Regions from separate parts of the Columba livia genome. Here region 1 is linked to region 2. A link is a contact called in public Hi-C data. All regions are on one chromosome and are shown on one strand. Each heading gives the region's core, a stretch centred on a gene start, on an enhancer-like site or on the middle of the called end of the contact. The rest is flanking DNA. Distances are from core to core; before and after follow the strand shown.

Region 1 (6,643 bases), core at 1,894-4,393, 230 kb before region 2:
TTGGTGAATGTGTCACCAACATTTATAAAAGGTTTTAGGAGAATTCAGCAAACTGAAGTTGCCTGTCAGATTACAGATATAAGTGGGAATTAGAATAACTATGAATCAGTCAGTACCTAGATAAATACAGTCTACTTGAAGAGCATCAGCATGGCTTTTGTAAAATGAAATTCAGGCTTACAAATGCATCTGGAGTTCTTTGAAAGGGTCAACAGTTGTGTGGATCACAAGGGTTCAGTAGATGTAGTTTATGGAGACTTCTAAAGAGGTTTCAGTAAATTCCCCTCACCAAAGATTTTGAAGAAACTTAATAGCTATGAATAGAGAAAAGGCGTATGTATGCATAAAGACTTGATTAAAAGTTAGAAAAGAAAGTAGGCGTAAATTATAAACTCTTAGTTACAACAGGTGAAGATCCACAGGAACCCATGCTGGGACCTGCACAGCTTAATTTTTTAAGAAATTATCTGGGTGAGTAATGTAGCGAGAAAGTTGATGATGGTACAAAATTACTCAGGATGGTAAGGAGAAGGGCAGTTTAAGAAGATTTGCAGGAAGACTCTATATTTACAGTTTGGAATTTGAGATGGCAGATAGAATTCAATGCAAGTAAACACAAGGTAATGAATATAGGGAAAATCAATCCTGGCATCTTATACGGAATGTTGGGTTTGAGTTTACAATTGCTACTCAGGAGGGAGACTTTGAGGTTATGATAGATTGTTGCATTGCATCAGACTTAATGCTTGGCAGACATCAAAAATGCAAGTCAAATTTCTGGAGTTATTGGGAAATTGAAAATGAACATCAAGATCCAACTGTATTAACCCGTGACTTGACCACACCTTGAAAACTGTGTGTAGTTATGGTGCCTTTATCTTAAATTACTGGGAAAACCACAGTTTTCCCAGAAAAATTTGATAATCGGAATGATCAAGGATGGCTATAAAAAGAAGTGACAAGATAGGCTGGGACTCCTTACCTTGAAAAAAAGAAACATAGAAAAGTATAAAATCATGTGACATGAATAAGATGGATAGGTGTTCACTCTTCCAATTCAAGAATGAAGGGCTGTCATGGGGAACATGGTCAAAAGAAAAGGAACGTTTTTCTTGTTCTAAATGGTGATAGCCCTCTGGAACTTGCCACCAAAAGCTACTGCAGGTGCTGGTACTGTAGATGAGAAAATGGTCAAATGCTTGAGAGAAAGATCTGTGGAAGGCTACTACCTAAAGGCATCATGTCAGGCTTGTGTGACTCATGAGCTGAAAATAGACATAGCGTGGGAGAGCACCCTCAGGAAGCAAACGTGTCCTGTTCTTGGTCTTCCTTGGACAGCTGCTTCTGATCACCGCTGTAGAAAGAAAACTGGACTGGGTCAACCTTTGGTCTGAACTGGTGGAGCTGCTTGTTGGGAACACAGGCAGCTACTCAACAGGCAGCTATGTGACATGTACTGACCTGAGGAGCTGAACGATACCCGAGCTGGCTCTAAAAGAGCTCCCTCGGATGCCAGCAGCTGCCTGTCCTCTGGCTGCACGGAGATTTCACCCCCTCGGGGGCATCAATTAGCCTGGGCTGAGTTTCTTGCTGTCATCACGGGGATGTTCCCAGTCCTAAGCCAGTTTATAGAATGGTATTTCCATAGTACACTACTTTTTGCTGCGTGGGCATACCCACGGCCTAAGGAGGCGTGGTGGTACACCAGTTATTTTCACAAAGTCTAGAAACATGAAGTTGCTAAATTCTCAAAAGCAGAAAAAAAGGATTACAGCTTCAACTCCCAGCTTGTTTCCATTTCCTATTTATTAATTTCACAGGTCTAATAACTTTTTGGGGTATCAGCTCTAGAACACATAGCTTGGAGTGTTAAAATAGTTGAATTTTTTTTGTTGTTCATGTATCACTGTCAGCAATAGTAAAGATATGCAACCAGAACTGATGTTGTATCAAGAACAGACTCCATTGTATTCTAACTGTGATAGCTTCAAAGACCTAATAGCACTGAAAATTAGTAAATAACTATTTTTATCACTAAAGTCAGCAGTTCTGACTCAGAGTGTCCACTGGGGAAATGAACTTTGAGTAACAAGATTTTTTAAAAACATTGTCACTCTTTATCTTAACTACACTTCAAAAAGGAATGATGTCTATTATAGAAATGAAAACATTATACTGGAGTCATTACAAACTAATGAAGAATGTTACTAAGTACTTATGTAAATTAATATTACTGTACATTAAAACCCTGTGATTCTCAGGGTCTCCAGCTGGGGGCACTGGGCAAACACAGAAACATGGCACTAGCCAGCATGAATCAGACTTACCTCTAGTTCACTATTCCAATGAAGGTATGGGGGAAACGGGATGTGAGATACAGTTGTCATTCTGCATTTGGGAATTTTTTAAGATGAAGTAGATTTGGTTTTCAAAACTCTTTTGCTACTAACAAACAATTGTACTGTTTTATTTTCATTATCCATACATCTTCCAGTTTCTTTAGCAAAACTAAGAATTGATGATTCCATAATAAAATCATCCCCTTAATCAAACCCATCAAATTCTACTGGTCCCAGGCAGAAAAGTTATTGTAAATTTAAATTTGTTGCCATCCAGCTTCATTAAGTGTTTCCAGCCTAGCATAAATGATTGGCTCTACCTGCCTTCAATATTGCTGTTTATTAATTTATATCAAGTGAAGAGCTAGGAAAAAACAGAAGATGCTCCTCATTAATGTACAGCGTAAAGCCCAGCATGCTCTATGGTCTGTATGGGCCTGTACACACACAGACTTAGCATTTAAAACAAGACCTAAGGAGGAGATACTGCATATTATTTTGTTCAAGGAATATCAATTACGCTATTAGGAATATGTCATAGAGACCAATGGTGGTTTCATGGTTTCAACTGGTACCATCTAAAGAACGTATTATAAAATATCAGTTCAGGAATTCATAGCCCTTGTTTGTGAGGTTTTCTAAAACAGGCCAGGCAAATGATTTATAAATTTACCATGTTAGAAGTGAATCGGGTATTCAAAAGTAAAATTTGATAGTAGCTACAGGAGAATGCATGAAAAGATTAATATAAGTATTGGTATTGCACATCTGTAAATGGATGTACTGATAAGGAAAGTAAGTGTTCAACATTGCCAGGCTCATAGTAGCTTAGAACTTCCTTCCAGCTGATATTTTTAACTAGATTTTGCAATAGTGAGTACATTTCCTGGTCCCGAACCTCCTGGCTTTCTATCTGACCTCTGTATTATGAGTTACGAATGCTTGCAAAGGACTGAAGCCAAAAGTTTTTGTCCACGTCACTGGCTGTCAAAACACAGGGACTTCTGTCTGGTTGTAGATATTTAGTTTTGGAAAGGCAGGGCAGAACATCTTGTTCATCTTTCCTCGTGCTTCTCCACGCACACACACATGCACACACGCCAACGCAGAGAAACAAACCAAAGCCCTAACCATGCTATACTTCTTTAGTGTCTTGCATGTAACCATAGAAAGCAATCTATAAATATTAAAGCTTCACAGCAGCAATAGCATTAAACCCATGAGGTACTTAAAAAGCTGAAATTACTATCAGCTGGTTGATTGCAGGGTTAGGAAAGGTTCAGGAGTTCTAATTTCTAGTACTTTAATCTAAGCCCTAGGCCAGGAATAAGAAATTAGCCTGGAATTAATGATCAACCTTGTAATAACAAAAGTTTGTTTATCCCTTGACAAGCAGTGAGCAGTACCAATTTGGTTTTATATGATGCTTATTGTTGCAAACCTAGAAGACAGGTTTGGTGTTTAATATCTCAGTGTTGTTTTAAGAAAAAGAAGCTGCTCCTGGACCTTGAAACTTAGAACGAACTAAATGACACATGAATAAATATATATTAATAATTTTTTATTAAAGTATCAAAACAAACTTGAGAATAGAAAACAAACTGCTTTTAATGCATTTCAAAAGTTCTCCTGAATAAAGTATACCTTTAGAAAACTCATGCAACATACTGCTTCTGTCCAGCTGTTTTAAACATCCTTTTTTTCTGGGCACAGCCGAATGACCTTGAGTACCATCATTTCTAGAGTAGCGTGCAGGAGCACGCATGCACACACACACACATACAAGCAGTAGAAAGCAGCTATGACTGCACATATAAAGAAATAAAAATAGATTATCCTCTTGACAATAGTAGTGGTACCATGTTACCATTTGGCATGCTAAGTAAATAACACCAAGCAACAAAAGCATGACGCCTGCGTCACCAGTGATATGGTTAAAAGCAACCATACAAATTCCCTAAGGGAGACACATGAATTCTGTCATATTCTAGTCTCTGTGTTAACACTATATAACAGTAAAGGAGACAAACAGTTTTGTCTGCTGGTATTTGATGCGCAAAAGGCAAAGCCGAGGTGTATGACAGTGGGATGATGCCTCGGTTTTGTATTTCCACATTACAGAAGTCAAATACCAGTGAACAGGGTTTGATGAGTTTATTGTAACACACTTCATGTATATCCATTCTCTGAAAAACAGCTGGCCCAGTTCTACATGGAACTCGCCCTCTCAGCCAGGGAGGTCGCAGCAGAAGCCCCCAACTCTGCCTGCAGGGCATGAATAAAACTCTCAATGAAGCCCAGGGAAGCTCCTTCCAACACACAGAAAGACAATGGATTCTCAGAACAGAATTGGGCCTAGTACATCAACTTCGTAATACATTCACTTTTCAGATACATGAAGTACATGTCTTTAAAACATGATACAGGACATTACAATATATCCAGACCTTAGGAAAATGTACTAAGAAGTTCTGTTGCAGAATATAACAATCATATAAGGATCAAGTATGATATCTGATAAACTCATGTGGGACTTGTAGGGTAAGAAGCTTATGGCTGAGGTATCTTTAAGTTTAGCCTTTAGAACAAAACCACAATTTCAACACTGTAGAACTGGTGTAAAATATTATGTACTGTAAGCTCCATTCTTATTGTCTGCTTCACTTAAGCTGTGACATTGAGCAGCCAGACACCACTGATTGAGGTACAGAATTTTGGAAGGTATAATCTCTGAACCCAATTGTTCAAGGTACTCAGTGCCTCATCTGTGGAAAAGATGAAGTGTTTTCAATAGTGGTGTCTCAAATCCAACTGGTGAAGTTTAGGAATATATAATATTAAACACCACGAGATAAAGGTACAAAGACCACAACACTTGTGTTTTCAGTTTTATCTTGCTTACAGTATTTATTAACTCTACTCATTATGATATTAGTGATAAATAAGGATAAAATTCTCTTTTACAAAAAATTGTAAGGTTATCTTTTATAGGATTAAACAATCTGAGAATTTCACAGAAACATCAGAATTTAAACACTCATAGCTCCAACTGTTTTGTCCAGCAGCTCTTCTACCAGTTCAAAACCATCTAAAGTTAGTATTTAATGAAAAAATAAAAACAGTTATTCACTACATCAAAACTCTTGCCTCCTTTCAATTCTAAGTAACACTTTTGACTGTAGTTGCCTCTCAAATGTAAAATAAAAGTAGCTGCAACCGTAAGTTTTCCCTCTGAATCATCTGGCAAAAGGAAGTAATCCTGACCAGGATGGCACAAGCTTTGTCAAGCTCTTATGCCTGTAAGAGCTACCTGCATACGCAGGGCCACTGATGTCCATGGACATTATGGAGTGAGGGTTAATAGGATGAATTAAGGCTGGCAGGATTAGTTCCAAGATGTTTGGGTTTTTAAACAAAACAAACACCTTTTCATAATTCATGAGCCTGGGATTCAATCTTGCAATTCTTTGCTCAGACAAAACCTGTATTGATATCCCTCCACAGTTATCCTCCTCTTTCTGGTAGGTCCAGTTCACCACATCACCAAGTGGTGGTACAAGCTGCTCTTGAGCAATTCAAGGAAAAATTGTAGTCTCCAAAGGGTAGTAGGTGAGGTTCCATCTCATGAAATACAAACTTGGTTAGATGGACGTTTTGCAAAAAACATTTCTTTGTCACATCTACTAGGTTTACAAATCCAGTCTCTGAGATGAGTCACAGAAAAAACCCACACAAGTGTTGTGAGAAAAAAAGACAAAGCTTAGTTGGAACTAAGGACTTTGTGTGTGTGTTAGGTTAGAATGCAACATTTTGTATCGGGACATTCTGCCAGAAACCATCCTTCTGGAAACTTCAAAACTTTAAAAATACTCTCAGTCTGCTTTCCCTACCGGCGACAAGGAAATGTAGTGTCCATCCAGCACAGCTGTCGGTACCACGTGCATCATCGGGAGTCCTAGTGTTCTAGCACAAACCTTGTGAGTGCAGATACTGTGTACTAGCAGAGAGCTAAAACTTCTGAAGCTGTTGTCTGTAGCTCCTAGGAACAGCAAGTATGGCAGGTGCAAAACCTATATTTGAGGCAGAAGACTCTTCAGTTTGATTGAGACCAGATCTTCCAAGGGGAACAATCTCTGTCAAGCCAAAATGATTCTTTCCGCTTAAGAAAGCATTCTGCCCTTCCTAAAGGCTCTTGACTAATAGAATCCTACACATTACGTCAGATCCTCCATGGATTCTGGTAGTTGTTAAAAACACTATAAATATTTCCACATTTGCCATACCACTTAACCTTGTAATGTGCC
Region 2 (6,683 bases), core at 2,984-5,483:
GTAATACCATGGAAACCAAATCCCTACTTAGGGAATAAACAACAGGAGATCTCAGTGCAGAGAACACCTTTGTTTATATTTAATAGCAGTCTTCTATAACACACAACACAGACACAATAGCGGTCTAGTAAGCACTGATTGCTGGAAGGAACACAGAGGAAGAGAATTACTCTTGCTGGGACACAGTGGTTTTACGCTATACTACAGTAAATCAGACCAACTACACCCAACTTATATTATTGTGAACTAAAGGAGGATGCATAGTTATAGCTGTGTCCACCGTGCTTGGCAAAAGAGAGTTGGCCAGGCTGTGCATGTTAAGTCAGGATTAGCCACAGCACATACTGCTTTTTGCCTGATTTGACAGGATATTGGTGGGGAAGTTAGAGCTATTGTGGAAAGGTTAAAAAGAGAAACCTAGGAAATGGGACTTCATTAGTTACTCTACCCACTGAAACAGCTGTTATATCCATCTTCAAGATTCTGCATAAAATAGTGGATGTAGTTTTATGCACTATGCGATACAGAAGCACTTAAATTTCGAGGCTGTGAGAGACCAAGGGGTAACTTAATATGGTCACATTGGAGTGAGGTGTGAAGTACAGCTGTACAGCTACACGTGTACCAGAGGATTCAAAAGACAATGGAAGTATGTGTCTATAAAGGAATTTTTTTTATTACCAGGAAGGTAGCTCAGCTAGGTACCATCTTTGTCCAGAGAAACCTCTCTGCTATCTGGCTTTTATAATCTTAGGGTTGTTGAAGAGTCGGTTCGTTAATTGACAGACCAGTAATTTAAAAACCAAAAACGAAGCAACAAACCAACAACACAATAAAGCAAGTGTTCATTGCCTGAAAGTGATGTATATGTTGCAAAAGCCTGAAACAGTGTCCTTGTCAGCAATAACTTGTAGCTACAGTGTTCTTTGGGAATTGCTGACCCAAACACAACTTGGCACTGATGCTGAAGTTTCTCAAAGAAATCATCTGGGTGGACAAATTCTTGCTCGGCCTTTCATTCCTCAACAATGTCTTGTCCTGCCTTTCATTTCTTTCTAGATATGGAAAGCTAGTGCTCTTCATTATGTTATTTCCAACATAAAACATTATTTGCTTCTGCAATATCTAACCATGTTTTGTTCACAGCATAGTAAATCCTCATCCCAGGAAAAGATACATATGTTTCAGAGTCAGTAAAAGCTGACAGCGTTTCAAACAAATTAAGGAGCCTCTGAATATGACAGATCTCAAAAGAGACAGTTTTGCTGGAAATCTCACTTTCTAACGTGACCATAGTATTAAAAAGTGATCTGATGATTTGTTTAATAAATATGCAATACAATCTGTCACCCACATGTGATACCAACAAAAGCCTTCTGTACACAAATGCATTCTAAATATGCTTAAACACTTAAGCTTTGAGATGTAATGACCTCCTTGAACGCTAACGTTCCCAGCCCCAGCCTGCATTTCAAGAAAGTATCAAAACACATGAACGTAGGATGCCCAGCCCAAGTCTGCAGGTATTTTTGCTGAACTTACACAGAACTTGAGGAAGAATAAAATGACACTTGGCAGGGGAGGATCCACGCTACTGCACTCCTGCTGCTTCTGAGTAAGCAACCCAGCTGCTTACCAGTGTTCTCCAAACCAAAGAGACTCCATGCTCAAACCACAGACACAGCAGCCTGACCCTCTGATCTTAAAGGTTTGTACGTTACTTTTGAAGTCATCATGGCAGGGGTAAACAAGTCAGCATTCCCTAACCCGAAAGAAGCAGTCACCTGTGGTTTCTGTCAGTTCTACGTCAATAAGAAGCCTACCCTTCTACTGCATGGCTGTCCCATATGGAAACCAGAACTTGAAGTGCACCTTGTTCTGCGGTCCCTGCTATTAACTTGATGACTTTGCGTTTCCTACATGTCAGCACAAGATGCCAAGCGAGGAAGCCTCTCAGCTGTCAGACAGTGCTTTGGAATTTTGCTGAAGGCTCCAGCTGAGCCATTGCTGTAATACAAAGGCTTTAACTACTGTAGATTAAGCATGATAAAAAGCTATGTCTGAAGCAAGTGCTGGAAAAAGAGGAATTGGGGGGAAAGAGTGCCCTTCAAAACAATTAAACTGTTAGGTTTCTGTTAATGTGCTCCATTGCTGAATATGAAGCTAGAACTGTCTGTCTACTTGTCATAGCTGGATGAGTCACCAGGACTGAAAGAGGATTTTAATGCCCATTAAAATCAGATTAAAATCAGCAACTTGCAATAAGCAGCAGTGATGAGAGACATACTGAAGGCAGGAGGTTAGCTCTGTTTTACATTAAACAGTTACATCTAACCCTGAGAGCAACAAACTCCGGGCACAACAGGCCAGGAGCTAACCCTAGGCTGCTGCAAGCAGGAGTGGGAGACAGGGAGTGTCCTACATGAACATGAAAAGCAAATGAAACGGAAGAGCAGAGCAGCTTGGGGCTGCACTCTTGGGTCTGTCCCAGTCACCTCACCTTCCAGATGTATGCGTTGCAGTCGCTCGAGCCACTGACTAGGAACTGGTCGTCTGGGCTGGTGCTGGATTTGATGTAAAAGGTTGAATTCTGGTGCCCGCTGAAAACTGCCACTGTGAGGAAAAAAGAAAAAAAATCAAAATAAAAGCCCCACTCAATGCATAGCGCTGGAGTGGGTTGTGCAAGCAGGGCTGATCTTACAGGCTTTTCCTGCCCAGCCGCATAACCTCTGGAGAAAGTGGAGAAAGTGGTTGCACTGCTCCCTAGCTCTGGGGCAGCAGGAAGTCTTTATTATTCACCTGGAGCCCTTCAGGCTTTCCAAATGAAGCAGCTTTACCTGAACAGCTCTCTCTGCAGCATTAGGAAGCAGTGGCAGTTTCATTAAAGCTTCAGCTTCACCCATGTCACAAGCAACCCGAGACATCACCTGGGATGCCCCACTACTCTGGTTATGGTTCCACTACCACCAGCCCCACAACATTAGCAGCAAGCATAGCGAGGGCCTTCTTCCACCCAGACGGCAAGGAGGGTGCTTGCTGCTCCTTCCTCCTGCTCCAGCACCTTTATTTCATCAACAAAACTTGCACCATGTCAACCGCGCTTGCTGATTGCCTATATTTAAAGCCCCAATAGTGTTTGTGAAAGCCGTGAAAGCATCACCCTGAATGATCGCCATTTCCCCTGTTGTGGGGGCTGGAGGAGCTGGTAGCCAGCACAGGAGCTGAGGGTGGACCTAGAGCACCCAGCTGCACTACATCACATCCTCTCATCGGGGCAGAAAGGTCAAGTTTCCTGATGTAGCACCAGGCACGGCTGGCACCCCCTCTACCAGCCCTGTTTTAATAGCAGTTTTGGTAAAGGAGCTGACCCACAGACCAGAGGACAGGTGGCTGCGTTTGGTGGTCTTTGAAAAATTGCAAGACCCCCAAAATATCCCTTAATTTTCACCCACAGCTCTCTCAGCACAGCAACAGCTACGGGACAGCGAGTCCCTTCCTAAGCCAGACCTACCCGCAAGTCCTGCTAGAGTGAGGAATTTCCTCACGCCCCCCCACAACCTCCAGCTGCCTCGAAACCAGACAAGCGCAGCCACAGCAGGGACAAAAGGAGAGAAGCACAGAGCAGTGGGCAGGCGCTGCCCTCTGCGGGAACAGCCACACCACACAGGCTTCATACGGCTGGCTGAACTGAGGTTGCTCACTGGGTTTTATCGGCTTCATCCAGAGGAGGCCAAGGGTGGGATGCTCTGCGCTTTGGAGAGAGCCCACTCCCATGGGGGGACAGGATATTGTGTATTTCCACAGCTCAACAGTCACACCCATGGTAAAACTCAACAACTGACCTACTAAAATGTGCTACTTGCACCACTTTTTGACTCTGGAAGCATTCCCACCCACCACACTGCCTTCCTGAAGAGCAGACAGAAGGACATATTGTTCATTTAATTTCAATTAACTGAGAGACTGAGAAAAGCAACGGAAACTAAACCGCGTGTCTGGCTGGAATGCATCTAACAAGTTTTGCTGCTTTCTGAGAAGCAGCCATTGGCTTCTGACATAGCAGCTTCGTGTACCAAAATCTGTGGGCTGTCTTGTCAACATAAAAGTCACAGACGCAGAGCTGAAGGAATGAAATATCTGAATAAGACCATTTTACATGGATTCCTATCTAAGAGCTTGAAAAATCAGTGATTGCCAGTAAGCACGAGATTCAAAGTTGCTTCAGGTGGGTAGAAGCTGGAAACTATCTGTTCCCCACCAGAAAACATGTAAACTATCCTTAGTCTCAGTCTGGGTGAACCAGTATCTGCATTTATGCAAGTTTTTGTGCTATTAATTTCATGTGGGTGGCTTATCACAAAATATGATTGGCCCTTGCACAGATGCCTTCTCTCCTGGGTGGATTTAGATAGAACAGCATGGAATAAGTCTCCTAAGCATTCAAGCTGGTCTCTCTAAGTCACAGGGAGAAACTTGCCTTTCTATGGTCTGCAACACCTATTTTTTGCAGCTCTTTCCACAGATGTGGTGCATACCTGGAACAGTCCTTAAACTTGTCATGTTGAACATGTAGATACTGTCATCAGTGCAATTAGCAAACAGATTAGCACCGGTGGAATCCAAAACGAGGCTAGAATATCCTATAGACAAAGAGAGACGTTCTTCATCAGAAATAACTCCACAAAAAACAGGAATTCTCAAAGAAATGCCTAGAGAGGGAAATTTGGAAAGGATCTCTATTGTATAGGAGATTGATTGTTATTGGAAAATTTATTTGTCTGATAGAGCACTTGCTGGGGAAGGAAAGCTTCTAGAATAATATCTACGTTTTCTCATGAGGATTCAGGCTGATATTTAGAGAATATCTCACCTTCAGAGCAGGCAAGCGATTCATTTGATAGTTTCAAATGGACAACAGGAAAAACGAATTGTAGAATTTGTAGATTAAAAATAAACAGAAACCCTCATGCTTTGGTAGAAAAAGCCAAGTTCTGATTTGCTAGTGATTTAGGTTCAAAAAAAAATCTTTCCCTGACAGCACATTGTTCCACAAACAGCTCTTCAAGGATTACTCTCAGGTTCTTGGGACTGACACTGACCATTACCACGTCAAGATAGTTGATTAGATAAGTCATTGGGAATCACTGTGTTGCATCAGAGCATTGTAAGGCGTTAAGATATTGATACAAAGAAGCACAGAGCAGCATGAACAAGAGTGCTATTGTTTCTGATAACAAACAGCATTAAGTATTGCTCCACTCTGGAAGGTTATAATGTAAAAACCCAGTCTGGTCTGTTGCATTTGCAAGATACAATGCAAAGAAAGAGTTCAATCTGATTTTTCCTCATGCATCAAAACTACTAGCTGAATTCTACCTCAAGAGCCCTATCATTCCCTCATCTCCATTTCTGAAAATGCACTGCTGAAGCTTATGCAAGTGTTTGTCATTGGTGCAATGATACAAAAGTGGGGCACATTCACTCTGCAACTTGAAGATTTGGTATTGGCAATCGAAATACCCTGCTGAGCTTGTCAGTGTGATCACTAATTGGCTAGAGAGATGGCACTGTTGGTCCTTCTTAAATTCTCTTTGCACTTAAACAAATACATCCTCCAATAACTTACCAAGTTTGCGAGTACTGGTCCCAGGGTATAAAAAAGACTTGAAAGGCACCGGGTCCTGAGAGTAAGCCCCATAGTTTTTGCGCAAGTCCCATACTTTGATCACACTGAAATAGAAAAGCACAAGTGTCTTCAACTTTAAAATTTATTTTGCAATGCTGACAGGTCCTTTTGAGAGCACAGGAAGACAGATTGCTCATTACTGAGGAGTGTCCGGTGCTACGGAGCAGCTGAGCAAGAGCAGAGCAGAGACAGGCTGAAAGCAAAACAACTGCTCTGCTGGTTATGGATGAGGAAGTGGCATTGTCTTTTGTAACTTACACAACATCCAACATGGGTGCACAAGTCACCTTTCTTCAGCTAGTAAAAGGATATGCAAGGATGTCTTTGTACTCCTGACTTGTAGTTTTAAAAATGAAGGCCCTCAAGGTTTTTCCTCCTCGACAGGAGCAAGCCTCTCTCACGAGCCATAGGCAGGAGAGTCAATCTAATCTGGCCGAGAAAGGCTCTGACCACACGGAGCCTGCTAAAGAATTGAGTTCTGAGAGGGTAATCGCCATGCTAATCAGTGAGACAGTTTGCTTGCGCTCCAAGATCTGCACCAGATCTGGCACCTAGAAAAATGCACCCTTTGTGACTCAAGGCAACATTTTCTCAAGCATGCCTACACATATCCAGGCACCAACCACCCACTTGCATCCCAAAACAGCTCTCTAACAATACTCTGTTTACTTGAGGTCCAATAAGTCCATGAGAATAGAGAGGGATAGTAAGAACTGCTCCCGTTCTGCCCTATAGCTAAGACACTAAAATGAGCATTTACCAAATATGCACAATTTGTCCCAGCACTGCCACCTCCAGTAAGGAAGAAAAGCAGCATTCAGCTTTGCCAAAGCAAGCTAGCAGCATAGCTCTGCTGAATCTACCTAATAGCAACTGTAGCTTTGTGGGCCACTGTGTGATCTTAGGAAAAAATTGCCCAATTTTTTTGTGCCACTGTGAAGAACAAGCAGAATAGACAGAAAAGCCTTACCCATCAACAGCTCCTGCAGAAATAAGA

What was found. A called contact is a pair of places that touch in the nucleus more often than the background predicts.
Region 1: a contact with region 2 is called in a Hi-C map of crop, with 3 times the contacts expected there. The contact joins two enhancer-like sites. A contact is called at or near these places in 2 of 2 Hi-C or Micro-C datasets (crop and liver).

The regions. Positions count from the first base shown.
Region 1 is chr3:97,168,216-97,174,858 of bColLiv1.pat.W.v2, reverse strand. It overlaps ATF3 (activating transcription factor 3), which reads right to left. Exons shown (of 4, transcript XM_065058411.1): 4 at 3,880-6,643. The coding sequence ends at 6,626. Among named protein-coding and RNA genes, the nearest start is that of ATF3, 28 kb to the right of the region's middle. Within about 2 kb of position 3,143, at least 1 of the 3 cell types and tissues checked has an H3K27ac peak away from gene starts, as active enhancers do.
Region 2 is chr3:96,940,116-96,946,798 of bColLiv1.pat.W.v2, reverse strand. DTL (denticleless E3 ubiquitin protein ligase homolog) reads right to left here. Exons shown (of 15, transcript XM_065058395.1): 8 at 6,657-6,683; 9 at 5,627-5,730; 10 at 4,536-4,640; 11 at 2,501-2,613. Among named protein-coding and RNA genes, the nearest start is that of DTL, 7.9 kb to the right of the region's middle. Within about 2 kb of position 4,233, at least 1 of the 3 cell types and tissues checked has an H3K27ac peak away from gene starts, as active enhancers do.